Linked DNA regions of Mus musculus: region 1 is linked to region 2. The links are chromatin contacts, called in public HiChIP or PLAC-seq maps. All regions are on one chromosome and are shown on one strand. Each heading gives the region's core, a stretch centred on a gene start, on an enhancer-like site or on the middle of the called end of the contact. The rest is flanking DNA. Distances are from core to core; before and after follow the strand shown. Region 1 overlaps Acvrl1 (activin A receptor, type II-like 1). Region 2 overlaps 5330439K02Rik (a long non-coding RNA gene).

Region 1 (2,999 bases), core at 262-2,761, 700 kb after region 2:
CTTACCATCTTAGGTTTTGCCTCAATGTCCTCTGAGGTGTCTCAGAGCCTGATTTTCTTTGAAGCTCAGGCTGTGTGAAAGCTGAGTCTTGTCTATTATGCCCTGTCCGCTGTCGCTTGAGTCAAGCTGGGGTTTGTAAATAACGGCCAGGTTCCAGCATGGCCTAAAGTGCCCCCTAGGCTAGTCTCCAGGCCCCAGTTCTTGCCTTAAGCTATGCTAGCAGCCACCTCAGGACCCAGGCAGTACAAGAACTTCTGACTCCCTCTGCGGCTTGGCCTTCTGCCCAGGGCTCAAGGGTGGCTTCCTTTGGGGTCTCCAATACTGAAAGAAACTTAGCCCCTGTCAAGAAGCCTCCAGCAACCAGGGTTCTGCTCCCCACCCCCACCCCCGGCTGTGACTCTCTGGCCAAAGCCCACACCCTGGGCCAGACCCCAGAAAGTGAGCCTTGGGAGAACGTAGCCTAGAGAAACACAGAGAGTCTGGTATTTAGAAATGTGAAGGGTTCACCCACGTACTGAACAGGTGAAACTGAAGCCTGGGTTGATGGACTGAAGAGAAGTGAACTGTAGGCGAGGCTTAAGAAGGGTAAAGCAGGGTTCAGGCAAGAGACAAGGTCAGCCTCCATCTTGGGAAGACCTGGCCTAGAAACTATTGGCCACTGAAGGGAGAAACGGCGAGAGTTCATCATGCTCCACACAGGCCCCGACCTCTTGAGTTCCTCCAGTGTGACCTCCCAGCTCTCCAGCGCTGTTCTCTCTCTCAAGCCTGTCTTTCAGCAATATGCAAGGACCAAGGAGAACCAGGAAGTGAAACGAGACAAAAACAGAAAGTAGTCCGGCTTTCCCCAGACCAGTGGGGGCAAAGTCTGAAGGTTCTCCCGTCACTGGAGCCAGGGAATCGCTTTCTTGCCTGAAGGATTTTATTTCTACTGAACTTGGGAACAAATTTATCCCCAGACTCCACAGTCAGAGCCAGAAGACAGTAGCTCCTCCAAGGCCAGGAAATCCTAAGTGGAGGTGGGGGGGGGGGGTTGAACAACTGGAAACGTGGCAAGGAGAGTGGCCCTCTAGAGACAACTATCTTCAAATGCTTCCCAGTGCAGGTGTGTGAGTGGAACCACACAGTTTGTGGGAGCACTTGGCCTGTGACAGGCATGTAGTAGGTCTTCAATAAACCATGTTTGACCCCCTGAGTTTCTGCTGCCTTCCAGGCTAGTACCCCCCCGCAGTGGTCCAGTTGCAGGGGTCCAGAGAGAACCCTAGGGGGATGGGAAGTAGAGCATCCCAAAGTACACACCACCAAATTTCCCTGGGACAGGCTTGCTCTAGAATGCCCCCATACCTAGAACCGTGCTGAGTGAGGTTCAAACTTCAGATCCCACCCGGGATAGACAGCAACCTGATCCATGACAGCCACGTCGCCCTCTGCTGGCCAATGCGCTGCCCACGGCTGCCCTGCTCCCTTCCTACAGCGGGCTGGCTCCTCCCAGTAGGCCTGGGCCCTCCTTCCCGTCCCTGCCGCAGCGTGCGTGCTTGCGTGCATGCGTTCAGCTGTTCTGGGCTGTAGGGACTGTGCCTGGAAACCACACCTAGCAAAGGAGCTTTGTGCTTCCTTACTCAGAGGCGGCTCCGCCCCTCCCTGTTCAGCTCCTTCTTAATTCCCTCCCTAGGTGCTCCCCACCCCTTGTCTGCAATTAGTCCACACCCCCGGAATGAAAAGCTCCCCTTACCTGGAAATCTCAGAGAACACCTCATGTCCCCTTCCGCCCCACCCCAGAAACTATGAGCAAAGTGCCACTGGAGGGGTGAGAGAGAATAGGAGACCGTACTGAAGGAAGCTGGGAGGAGTCTTTTGGTTCAATCCAGCCCAGAAATACAAACTTTCTAAGAAGAGGGTGTTGGACCTTTCTTAGGAAAACAGGGAGGGTGCCCCAGTTTCTTCTGCGGTTGACAATTTGGTCTGCTCCCCATGCCTCCCAAGTGGGCACAAATCTGCAGCCTTCTGCGCTGGGGTCGTGGACCTCTCCCTGGCACATACAGCAGACAAGACCTTTCCCGAGGACTCTGAAGGGAGCCCTCAGAGGATGGTGACACTAATAGCATTCCCATTCTCCCACCTTTCCTTCCCCTGGAGTCCACACAGCCTGGCAGGCCAGGCCCCTAAATGACCACAGTGTGGTTGAGGACCGGGAAAAGGGCAGCGGGAAAACAGCCGTGCAAGAGTTCCGTGTGGGCTGGACAGGATCTGGCAGGACTGACCCGTCACCATGCTGTTAGAAGAGAATCTTTCGAGGTTACTAGGACCCAAATTCTTGGCCACTTGCACATGCTGTTACTGCCTTGGGGGAAAAGAAAGAGAAATCGCAAGCCTCTCTGCTCTTTGCTCTGATTTCCTGCGGTGACCCCAGCCTCCAACTTCCTTATTACATATAAAAAGTGAGGAAGCATTTCTATCCCTCCCTGAGAGGGTATGGTTGGTAGGGCATGCAAAACGGAGTGAGGGTGGCCCCTGCAGCCTGAGCCTTGACACTGACGCTCAGCCCTTCCTCTGCCAAGGCCTCTTGGTACCCCGGCTTTCATGGACAGCTCCTTTCCTTCCCAGACTCCATCCTCTCTCAGTCCTACCTCACCCTAGCCTGTGAGGAAGGAGCAATGCCTCCCCTGGCTTACCCCTTGCATTAAGATCAGCATCCCAAAGCCAGGTGTAGCCAGGCATACCTACAATCCCAGCACCTGGGAGGTGGAGGCAGGAGGATCAGGATTTCAGGGTTATCCTTAGCCACAAGATGATTTCAGAGGTCAGTCAGGGATACAAACGGAATAAAGAAATGGCAGCCCAAAAGATGGCAAAATCTGCATGCATTGAAGCCTACTCTGGGATAGGGTAGGGGTTTGTGTGCCCAGTCCAGTGTCCCAGGGCTGGGATTGATGGTAACTGTGCAGTCATCGCTCCGGGTGGGCGACTCTTGAAACAAGCTGCTGCTTCTACCAGGACCACAT
Region 2 (2,777 bases), core at 246-2,745:
CCGCATTGACTAGGATAAGACCTCACAGTCTTATTTATTAGTCTACTCTTATTATTTTTTTTTTAAGATTTCTTTTTTTCCGAGACAGGGTTTCTCTGTGTAGCCCTGGCTGTCCTGGAACTCTGTAGACCAGGCTGGCCTCGAACTCTCAAAGATTTATTTATTTATTATATATGAGTTCACTGTTGCTGTCTAGAAACACACGCATCAGATCTCATTGCAGATGGTTGTGAGCCACCGTGTGGTTGCTGGGATTTAAACTCAGGAGCAGTCAGTGTTCTGAACCACTGAGCCATCTCTCCAGCCCTAGCCTAGTCTAGTCTTAAAAGAACTCGTGCATAGGAATTGAAGATGGAGAAAGGGGGTGGCAGATCCAGGTCATCGAGTTCCCAGAATGAAGCAGGGTCTGTTGTGTAAACAAAGATTTTACCAGGTCATGGGGACTAAAATATGTGCACAGAAGTCTTATGAGGTAAGAAAGAAGGTTTGCGTTCTTTGCCCTAAACACAAGTTTTATAATATTTGGTGGCAGAGACTCATGTTTAATATGACTAACACTATTAATCATGGACTTTGAGGTTTCAGAATCCCTTACTGAGGCTGGAGAGATAGCTCAGTGGCTGAAGGTCCTGAGTTCAAATCCCAGCAACCACATGGTGGCTCACAAACATCCATAATGAGATCTGATGCCCTCTTCTGGTGTGTCTGAAGACAGCTACAGTGTACTTAGATATAATAATAAATAAATCTTTATAAAAAAAAAACTCTCTTCCTCTCCCCTCACCTCCAACAGGTATAGCTGGGTGGTGGTGGCACACACCTTTAATTGGAGGCAGAGGCAGAGGCAGAGGCAGAGGCAGAGGCAGAGGCAGAGGCAGAGGCAGAGGCAGAGGCAGAGGCAGAGGCAGAGGCAGAGGCAGAGGCAGAGGCAGAGGCAGAGGCAGAGGCAGAGGCAGAGGCAGAGGCAGAGGCAGAGGCAGGTGGATCTCTGTGAGTTGGAGGCCAGCCTGATCTAGAGAGTGAGTTCCAGGCCAGCTGGGGCTATGCAGAGAGGCCCCGATTCAAAACAAACAAAAAAATAATTTATGTTTGTGCATATATCTATATAGACATAGATACACTTACCTGTGTAAGTACAAACATGTGTTATATGTATTTCTATACAATACATACATGCGCAACAGAATCTTCCCTTTAGGGTGGAAGCTCATTATATTCCTTGTTTTAAAATGTCCCATGGCAGGAAATGCCTGCTTACCACAACGCCGCTGGCTCTCTGTAACTTGGCCAAAGTATCTACCTGATTACAGTATCTCTAGATGATAACATTTTGCTACTGCATGGGGAGGCCTGACAGCGATCTCCTTATCACTGGGGGGAAAGAAAGCCAGTAAATGCCTTTGAGTCAGATCAGATCCAGAACCCAACTGCAGCTAACCTAGAGGCAGCTCAGTTTCCCTGTCCTCTGATAGCCCCTAAAGACAGTAGCCTGGACCAGCGTGGGTTCGATCCGAGAAGAAAAGCTACCAGTCATGACGCGTAAGGGTGCTTGTCACAGAGCTATGACCTTAAACAACATGAAAGCTGGTGTTGGGGGCGGGGGCGGGGGTGGGGGGGTGGGAGGGAAGGAGAGGAAGCAAGGGAGGGAGGGGGTGTTTGTGTGGCGCGCGCGCGCGCGCGCGTGTGTGTGTGTGTGTGTGTGTATGTGTGTGTGTGTGTGTGTGTGTGTATTCACCGGCAGAGAAGGTGGGTTTCCTGCTTTATAGCCCTCTCGCCTCATTTCCTTGCGACAGTCCCTCCCTCACTGACCCGGGATTGGCTGGCAAGCAGCAAGCATTCTCTTGTCTCTAAAGCCCACAGCGCTGCGTCACGGGCATGCATAGCCACGCCCATCTTTTTCCCTGGGCGCTGCAGACTTTCTGGGTTTTGCTGCCCATATTCACAGCAAGCCTTAACCTATTTTGGTCCGTCCTTGTCTAGAAACACCTCCACAGACACTGAGAAGTGCAGTTCGCTAACAGCTCCTCAGCGTTCCTGTGTCCTAGACTAAGTACTGCAGACTCTAACTAGTCTACAGTTGCTTCTCTTATCCGAAGCCTCAGTTTCCCCTGCAGTGAAATGAGGGGATTTTAAAGTCATTTTAGAACACTGGCAGTCAGGCCAGCATACATGAACCAAGGCCACTGCCTCCCAGCCGGTCTGCCTCTGCTGTGGAGGGCGGTCTTTCCATTTCATTTTCTGCTTGTTCAAATGCAAACAAACAAGGGAACAAATATGTAAATAGAGCAAGAAGCTTGCCTTCTTAAAGGGTATTCGGTTTCCATACAAACAGAGAAGCCAGGCGTTTAACAGTAAAGCCGGAAAGGAAAGTGGAAATCAAGATCGCAGGAAGGTTACGGAGTGTTCAGAGTCCCCCGGGAAACGAGACGGAAATGGGGATTGGTGGTGTTATGCCTGCCTGGTGTGTGTGGCACTGAAAACTCATCACTGAGAAACGTGATGCAGGAATACAAGCCCCTGTTGCAAACCTGCTGGCTTTTACCTAGGTAAGTACGATCAAACCTTCAGACAGAGCTGGCGATGCCAACCGGCACTGCCTGCTCCCCAGAGGACCTGGGTTTGATTCCTAGCACAACCACCTGTAACTCTGGTTTCAGGGGATCGGATGCCTTCTTCTGGCTTCCTCGGACAAAGTGTGCACATGGTATACAGACATACACCCAAGGAAAACACCCATAAAATAAAGAAAAAGAAAAACTATCAAATGTTTAATCCTG

Evidence for each region. HiChIP or PLAC-seq counts read pairs in DNA pulled down with a chosen protein or histone mark.
Region 1: a contact with region 2 is called in an H3K4me3 HiChIP or PLAC-seq map of bone marrow-derived macrophages, with 6 times the contacts expected there. The contact joins two enhancer-like sites. A contact is called at or near these places in 1 of 115 datasets of contacts at active chromatin or transcription factors (bone marrow-derived macrophages) and 1 of 9 other capture datasets (pancreatic islet).

What each region holds. Positions count from the first base shown.
Region 1 is chr15:101,144,145-101,147,143 of GRCm38.p6, forward strand. Acvrl1 (activin A receptor, type II-like 1) reads left to right here. Exons shown (of 11, transcript NM_001277257.1): 11 at 1-1,192. Among named protein-coding and RNA genes, the nearest start is that of Acvrl1, 17 kb to the left of the region's middle. Within about 2 kb of position 1,512, at least 296 of the 459 cell types and tissues checked have an H3K27ac peak or open chromatin away from gene starts, as enhancers often do. A contact at or near this core is called in bone marrow-derived macrophages and pancreatic islet, where this site is marked.
Region 2 is chr15:100,441,891-100,444,667 of GRCm38.p6, forward strand. The region is part of intron 1 of 5330439K02Rik (a long non-coding RNA gene); the gene reads right to left. Among named protein-coding and RNA genes, the nearest start is that of Gm5475, 20 kb to the left of the region's middle. Within about 2 kb of position 1,496, at least 311 of the 459 cell types and tissues checked have an H3K27ac peak or open chromatin away from gene starts, as enhancers often do. A contact at or near this core is called in bone marrow-derived macrophages and pancreatic islet, where this site is marked.